2 separate regions of the Mus musculus genome follow, and region 2 is linked to region 1. Evidence: chromatin contacts called from public HiChIP or PLAC-seq data. All regions are on one chromosome and are shown on one strand. Each heading gives the region's core, a stretch centred on a gene start, on an enhancer-like site or on the middle of the called end of the contact. The rest is flanking DNA. Distances are from core to core; before and after follow the strand shown.

The links. HiChIP or PLAC-seq counts read pairs in DNA pulled down with a chosen protein or histone mark.
Region 2: a contact with region 1 is called in an H3K27ac HiChIP or PLAC-seq map of embryonic stem cells, with 6 read pairs. The contact joins two enhancer-like sites. A contact is called at or near these places in 2 of 39 promoter capture datasets (embryonic stem cells and stem cell-derived epiblast-like cells), 1 of 115 datasets of contacts at active chromatin or transcription factors (embryonic stem cells) and 1 of 9 other capture datasets (liver).

Annotation. Positions count from the first base shown.
Region 1 is chr6:122,530,702-122,534,838 of GRCm38.p6, forward strand. No RefSeq gene overlaps it. Among named protein-coding and RNA genes, the nearest start is that of Mfap5, 19 kb to the left of the region's middle. Within about 2 kb of position 2,795, at least 96 of the 459 cell types and tissues checked have an H3K27ac peak or open chromatin away from gene starts, as enhancers often do. A contact at or near this core is called in embryonic stem cells and stem cell-derived epiblast-like cells, where this site is marked.
Region 2 is chr6:122,699,662-122,703,995 of GRCm38.p6, forward strand. No RefSeq gene overlaps it. Among named protein-coding and RNA genes, the nearest start is that of Nanog, 5.7 kb to the right of the region's middle. RefSeq lists an enhancer at 2,863-3,266. Within about 2 kb of position 3,065, at least 162 of the 459 cell types and tissues checked have an H3K27ac peak or open chromatin away from gene starts, as enhancers often do. A contact at or near this core is called in embryonic stem cells and stem cell-derived epiblast-like cells, where this site is marked.

The DNA of each region.
Region 1 (4,137 bases), core at 1,545-4,044:
ACATAAAATAATAAAACAAATAAAAGCCAGGTTAAGGACACTTCCTCCTCTCTGAGTTCAGTTCCCATCCCCTGACTCCCTCTTCTAGCCTCTACAGGTCCCTGTACACACTTGCCATATACACATAAATAAAATAATTCTTTAAAATTAGACTCTTTTCATAAGGCTTTTAAATACAAAGTAACAATACAGACATTATTCTGATTTGATCACTGCATACCATTTGTATGTATTGATATATCATATGTGGGCCAGGGAGATGGCTTAACCAGCAAGGGAATTTGTCACCTAGCCTGAAGACCTGTGTTCAATCCCCAGAGCCCATTTATCAGAAAGAGAGAATTGGCTCTCTCAAGTTATACCTGACCTCCACCGGGGTGCACATGTGTGCATGCACACACACAGCCAATAAATAAAGTTTGTAAAGGTAAGTATCACATGTGCTTCATAAATGTATATACATTTACTATATGTTTGGTGGAACCTTTTAAAAGCGTGTTTAAGGAGAGGGCTGTATCGACTGCTTTGGTGCACACTGTACACTGCACATCTGAGTCAATTACGCTGTTACACTCCACAGATGTGTGCAATTCAAAATAATAAAGTGTCAGAATTTAATGTTTAGTCTAGAAGACATTCAAAAATTCACTTTGTTCCTGGGATCTTGGAAATATCTTTAGAGGGGATGGTCTCTTCCAGAATTCAGCCCACCCCTGACACGTCTATCAGCTCATCCACCCCAGTATTTTGTCTATTGTAAAGTAAGCAGTTAAATAAATACATTTTTATCAAATTTCTCAGAATAAAGTGGGGTTGGGTTTGGTCTGGCCATTGCTTTGTTTAACTTTTCTTTATTTCATTTGATTAATTTGACACACCATCTCGCTGTGTAGTCTTGCTAGGCTGAGACTTGTTGTGTAAGACCAGGCCTTGACCTCAGAGTTCTTTTGAGGTGGGGAGGGGAGATAAGGTCTCATGGCTGCCTCTAGCTTCCAGGATCTGGAATTAATTAATGTGTCACCATGCCCAGGTTTTTGTTCTTCCCAGGGTCGGGGAGAGGGGCTCAAAGCTATGCTGATCAAGTCCCGGACACCTCCAGCCCCTGACTTGATCTTTATAATTTTGTTTGTGTTTGCACAAACAAAAACAAAGAAACAAAAACCAACCAAAGAAGTTCTTTGTAGCACTTTGAAAATACAGACTCCATACTGGTCAAATGTTTCCACTCTCCATTATTCTCTACAGCTTTATGGTCACTGCATCAACATTCCACAGTTGTTAACTTGGCAGTCTTCTGATTCATACTTCTCTCTCGGTTTTTTTTTTTTTTTTGTGTGTGTGTGTGACCAAATGCCTGTGTTTTGTTACTTCTCCGTGTTCTTCTGTTTGCCACACTTTGTGTGTGTGTGTGCATGTGCGCACACGAATGACTATGGGATGTATATGTGTAGTGTGCCCACATGCGTGTTTGAAGGCATGCACCCCTGAGCTCATGCAAAGACCAAAGAGGACTTAAGACAGCTTTCTCTGTCCTGTTCTGCCTGCATCTGGAGCCAGGCTCGGCCATTCCAACAGCAGTGGGGTTTCAAGTGTGAGGAACACCCCATCAAGCATTGTGGTGATAGGATTTGAACTCAGGTCCCCAGGGCAGCAAGGACTCTTAGCACTGAGCCATCACACCAGGTCTCCCTTCCTATTTTGGTGATGAGGATAGAACCATGGTCTTATACATGGTTAGGAAAGCTCTAGCTACATGGCCAGTCTCGAATTCTTTTTCTTTTTTTTTTATAAATGTGAAAGATTAACGGTTTTTTATTTATTTATTTATTTATTTATTTATTTATTTATTTTATTATATGTGAGTACACTGTAGCTGTCTTCAGATGCACCAGGAGAGGGCGTCAGATCTCATTATAGGTGGTTGTGAGCCACCATGTGGTTGCTGGGATTTGAACTCAGGACCTTCAGAAGAGCAGTCGGTGCTCTTAACCACTGAGCCATCGCTCCAGCCCTCAAATTCTTATTTTAATTTGAATAATGGGACATTGATGTTGGAATTAAAGGAATTAATAAAAGCGTTCTTCAGAGTTTGGCTGCTTTCCTGGTGTCCTGAGTAGAAGCAGCCTTCTCTAGCCCCCCATAAAATTCACTCTTACTTTCTCATCCCACGTTGAGCTGATCACACTCTATACCTAACTTTCTTGTGCCATGCCTAAGATTAAAGAACAGTCCCTTCCTCTTGAATGAACACAGTCTTGAAACTCAAGTGTGAACTCTCTGGAGCTCTGTACACACTTTCCCTTGGTGATCTTTTGACTCAGAGGAAGCTGGTACAAATCCAGCTGGCGTCCCTGCCATGCCAGTTAATTTATTTATGCTGACATCAAGCAGTACCTGTTGTTAACCACAAGCTCCTCCCACTTTGCTTCAGCGTGAATTTAGCCACAGCGAAGCCTAACCAAAGGTGGAACACAGGCCCAGGAGGCACAATCAGCTTGCTCCTCCTTCTTACTGAAGTGGCTGGGACACAGTGAAGACTCTTAGAGGAAACAGAGGGGAAATGGAAGGGCATCGCAGACAGGCAGACACCAGGACAATGGTGCAAACCGCCAGGGTGGGGGTGGGGGGGTGGGGGGGGCGGACGGCGCGCTGACTGGCGTTCTCAAATTCCAGATTCAAAGAGAAAGCATAATGGGCTTCCCTGAGAGATGTGGAAACTTGGGGTGAAATGGAAGGAGACCCAAAGCACAGGGGAGAGGAGGCAGGCCTGTCTGTGTGCTTTAGGCAGATAGATCCCTTAGGAGCCATTGGCAAAATGTTCAGCCATCTAGCCAGAGCTGGTGGGACAGCCTATAATCTGAGCTCTTTGGGAGGCTGAGTCCTGAGGGATTTTAAGATTAAGTTTTGTTTGGGCAATTTAGTCAAATTTAATTTGTTTGTTTGTTTGTTTGTTGTGGTGTATTTTGTGGTTTTGTTTTGTTGTTCGGTTGGGTTTTTTTGTTTGGTTTGGTTTGTGTTTTTTCTTTGTTTTAGACAGAGTTTCTCTGTGTGTTTTTGTTTTGTTTTGTTTTATTGTTTGAGTTGTTTCTTTTTTGGCTTTGTTTAGTTTATTTTTGTTTTTGTTTGAGACACGGTTTCTCTGTGCAGCCTTGCCTGTTCTGGAACTCGCTTTGTAGACTAGCTTGGTCTCAACTCCCAGGAAGATCTACCTGCCTCTGCCTCCCAATTGCTGGGATTAAAGGCATGTGCCACCACTTCGGGACTTCAGAACTTATTTTTTAAAAAGTAAAAGATGCCTAGGGTCATATAAATGCAATGCCCTGAGTACAATCCCCAGAGGTGAAAAACTTAAGAAATTAAGAAAGGGAGAGAGAGAGAGAGAGAGAGAGAGAGAGAGAGAGAGAGAGAGAGAGAGAGGAAGAGAGAGAGAGAGGAAGAGAGAGAACTACCTTTGGGTAAAAATGGAGCCCTTATATTTTCACTAAGCAAACATCAGGGAAAGTGTCACGTTAAGTTTCTCTGTAAGAGAGTGACAGGTGGCCACAGTAGTTTTCAGACTCTTCCTCCTCCTTCTAACCCCACCCCCCCCCCCCACTTTTTTTTAAAAACCCAGTCAAGCATAGCCAAGGCAGCCCTCGGAGGCCGACTTCTGGGCAGAGAGCAAGAAGGAAAGAGCAAATGCTGTTTATATAAATAGGCACACAGAGCCTGTTGTTTCCTGTTAACAAACTGAGCGTGGTGTCACCTCAAGCCCTCACTTTTTTATTTGTTTGATTTTTTGGTTCTTTTGTGTTTTACAAGTAGCTGATAACTGATAAAGGTGTGCGCTTTTTTCAATTTGTCCAATCACTTTGAGTTAGGGCCTTGCTTGTCTCCTCAGACCCTGGTCTTGCAGTTTCCCTGTCGTTGATGATGCTAAATGACCTTTCATCCAAAATCACCTGAGTTAAATTGGGCACGTGCAGGCCTGTGATCCCAGTGTTTGGGAGATGGAAGAAGGAAGGTTTTAGGTTATCCTTGGCTACACATTGAGTTTGAGGCAAGCCTGGGCTACATTAGCTCCTGTCTTACCACCAACTTCCAAATTAAAAACTTAACCTGAGTTAAACTTAAAAGATTGATGGGTACCAGGTATCA
Region 2 (4,334 bases), core at 1,815-4,314, 170 kb after region 1:
ATAGGAGGCAGAGGCAGGTGGATTTCTGAGTTCGAGGCCAGCCTGGTCTACAAAGTGAGTTCCAGGACAGCCAGGGCTCCACAGAGAAACCCTGTCTCAAAAAAACCAAAAAAAAAAAAATGCATTTATAGATTTTTATGTATATGAGCACTTTATCTGCATGTACACCTTCATACCAGAAGAGGGCATCGGACCCCATTACATATGGCTGTGAGCCACCTTGTAGTTTGTTGAGAATTGAACCCAGGACCTCTAGAAGAGCAGTCAGTGCTCTTAACCATTGAGCCATCTCTCCAGCCCCTAATAAAATGGGTTTAAAACAAACATTTAAAGTGTGAAAGAATGACTCCCACCTTCCATTTGCATACAAAGTCTCGGTTATGGCTCCTCTGTTAGCAACAAGACAAGTATTAACCTTTATGCTCAGTTTTGTTCTAGAATAACAGTCCTCAAACAATATCAAGTAAAGATATAGATAGTCTGTGGTGTGTGTGTATGTATGTGTGTAATTGTGTGTGTGTATGTATGTATATTTATGTGTGTTTAAGTGTGTGTGTTCAACATAAGTATTAAACCAAGGGTCTCCTCATGGTAACCAGGAGTCTATCAATGAAATTTTGTTTTATTAAGACAGAATCTTAAGCCAGGCTTGGTGGCGCATGCCTTTATTCCCAGCACTTGGAAGGCAGAGGCAGGCAGATTTCTGAGTTTGAAGCCAGCCTGGTCTACAGAGTGAGTTCTAGGACAGCCAGGGCTATACAGAGAAACCCTGTCTAAAAAACAAAACAAAACAAAACAAAACAAAACAAAACAAATAAAACGACAACACCGGTAAGAAGGACACATGCTCCACTATGTTCATAGCAGTCTTATTTATAATAGCCAGAAGCTGGAAAGAACCCAGATGCCCCTCAACAGAGGAATGGATACAGAAAATGTGGTACATTTACACAATGGAGTACTACTCAGCTATTAAAAAGAATGAATTTATGAAATTCCTAGGCAAATGGATGGACCTGGAGGGCATCATCCTGAGTAAGGTAACCCAATCACAAAGGAACTCATAGGATATGCACTCACTGATAAGTGGATATTAGCCCAGAAACTTAGGATACCCAAGATATAAGATACAATTTGCTAAAAGCATGAAACTCAAGAAGAACGAAGACCAAAGTGTGGACACTTTGCCCCTTCTTGGAATTGGGAACAAAACACCCATGGAAGGAGTTACAGAGACAAAGTTTGGAGCTGTGACGAAAGGATGGACCATCTAGAGACTACCATATCCAGGGATCTATCCCATAATCAGCTTCCAAACGCTGACACCATTGCATATACTAGCACGATTTTGCTGAAAGGACCCAGATGTAGCTGTCTCTTGTGAGACTATGCCGGGGCCTAGCAAACACATAAGTGGATGCTCACAGTCAGCTATTGGATGGATCACAGGGCCCCCAATGGAGGAGCTAGAGAAAGTACCCAAGGAGCTAAAAAGGATCTGCAACCCTATAGGTGGAACAACATTATGAACTAACCAGTATCCCAGAGCCCTTGTCTCTAGCTGCATATGTATCAAAAGATGGCCTCGTCGGCCATCAGAGGAAAGAAAGACCCACTGAACTTGCAAACTTTATATGCCCCAGTACAGGGGAACACCAGGGCCAAAAAGTGGGAGTGGGTAGGTAGGGGAGTGGGGGGGGGTATGGGGGACTTTTGGGATAGCATTGGAAATGTAAATGAGGAAAATACCTAATAAAAAATATTTAAAAACAACAACAACAAAGACAGAATCTTGCTGGAGAGATGGCTCAGTGGTTAAGAGCACTGACAAAATCTCTCCCTACATACCCTGGCTGGTGATTCTCCTTCAAGGGCTAAGATTACAGGTCTGAGCCACCACATCCTGCTTCAAGAAAGATTATAAAATACAGATTCATGGTCCCTACCACTAGTGAGGAGTAGTAGTATAAGCTCACTGCTTCTTTCCTAACACAATAGCTGCCCCTGATACTGATGATGCTGGCAAAAGAACCTAGTATAGGGGGCTGGAGACATGGCTCAGAGGTTAAGAGCACTGACTGCTCTTCTGAAGGTCCTGAGTTCAAATCCCAGCAACCACATGGTGGCTCACAAACATCTGTAATGGGATTTGATACCCTCTTCTGGTGTGTCTGAAGAGAGCTACAGTGTACTTACATAAATTAAATAAGTGAATTTTTGAAAGAAAAGACATAAACAAGCGGTATACTCTAGGTATGCTTTTTCTTGAAAATCTATTTATTATACTGCCTGGCTGTGTGTGGGTGCACACAGAGAACAACTTGTGGGAATACATTTTCTTTTTCCCTAAGTGAGATGGGGGAGAGAGGGAGGGATCTGGCCTCAGGAAGAATGAAGCTCCAACTGCTTTGTGGGCCTGAGCTCTCAGTGGAGACTTGATCTTGTCTCCTGCGTGCTGGGATTTCAGACTCGATACTATGTTCTGTGTAGTGCTGGAGACTGAACGCATGTCCTTTATTCATGCAAAGCGAGTACTGTGCCAACTGAACTACACGCTCAGGTTCATGTTATGCTTTTCTGAGTTTTTAAAAACAGAGGCGTAGTCAGGTAAAGCAGCACAAAGCCTTTAATCCCAGTCTTCCAGAGTCAGAGGCAGACGGGTCTCCAGTAGTTCGAGGCCAGCCTGGTCTACAGCGTGAGTTCCAGGACAGCCAGGGCATAGAGAAACCTTGTCTCAAAAACAAAAACAAAAACCCAGAAGTGTTGGAGTCTGTAATTCTCTCCAATTGTTAACCTGCTGGAATTTCCTTCCCAGGTTTGTCCCGCGGCTCTCCCGGAGGACTCCAAGGCTAGCGATTCACACCCCTCCCCCACCTGTCCCTAGTCCCCGCTCCTTTTCAGCACTAACCATACAAGTTCATCTTTTACTCTTGTTTTGACTGCTAACCACCCAGAGGACCCACTTAACATTCCTTTCCCCACCCACACAGCTAGTTCCAACCAGGTCTAAGGCATCTAGACGCCCTCCTCCCTATTCAAACCGCTTCCCTGGATAAGGAATGTAGCAAGCCTGCCTTTTGGCTACCAGCCACCTCTTCGCTCGGATCTTTCACCAGAGACTCTCAAAGACACTAAAGAGGCAGGACAGGAATGGGGGTTGGGGAGGGATCCATCGCCGTCTCCTAAGCAGACTCCTTTGACCCGGAGCTGTGCGCCCTGTACCAAACCTTTGTAGAACTTGGGGTAAACTTAAGGCTATGGTGGCCTTGACTCCGTGGACCCAGAGGCAAGTTTCCTCCTTTAGAGGACTCGCATGCATTTTGTTTCTAATTTGAAATGAGAACCGGCTTAGAGCTTGAACCAGCCAGTTCTCTGGACTCCTCCCAGCTCTTACAATTCCTCTCCCGGACGGTTCCTAGAAGACAAAGGCAAGCTTACCAAAATTACGTCGCCCTTGGGACACACCTAGGGTTCCCTGGTGGCATCTTTTTTTTTTCATTATAAACAGGAGTAAATTTTTGTAAGGGCAGAGCTGGTAGCTGAGGGAGAGGAACCCTTTGGCCTAGTGAAGGTAGTTTGCTGGGCTTTGTATCCCCGCCCCCACCTCCCCCGAGAGAGAGAGAGAGAGAGAGAGAGAGAGAGAGAGAGAGAGAGAGAGAGAGAGAGAGAGAGAGAGAGAGAGAGACTACGTGGTTATTTCAAAAACTTGAGTGTGGCAAAAGTATGTAACTGGGATTAGTAAGCATTTCTTTCCTTAGTGAGATTGGAGTAGAGGGTGGGAAAGGACCTTAGAATCCTCGAATGTTGGGCTTAGGAATGGGGAGACAAGAGCCATCACAGAATGCCTATTGTCCTTCAATATGTTAGCGATGGGCCCCGTGCTTTAGATTTTAGGCTTGTATTTTCTTTGTGTGTGTGTGTGTTTGTTTTGTTTCTGTTTCTTTAGGCAGTCTGGAGATCAGGCTGGCTTTCAACTCCCTGTGATGCCCCTACCTCTCCTGAGGTGTGAGTGGCAGAATGCTCAGCGGGTAAAACACACTTGTATAAGTGCAAGAGAACCAAGTTCCAAACATTGTCCTCTGACTTCCTCAGGCATGCCTTAGCTCTAACAAATAAAATTGAAGAAAAGGATTCCAAACCACGGTGAAGGTGCCACATCTTTGATCCCCTTAAGGCAGACAGAAGTAGAGGGATCCCTGGGAGTTCAAAGCCAGGTTGGTCTGCATACTGAGTTGGCTAGCCAGGAATACACACTGAGACTCTGTCTTTAAAAAAAAAAAAGTGTGAAGACTGCTTTCTCTGTCCCAGCACTTGGGAGAGAGGGAAAGAAACAC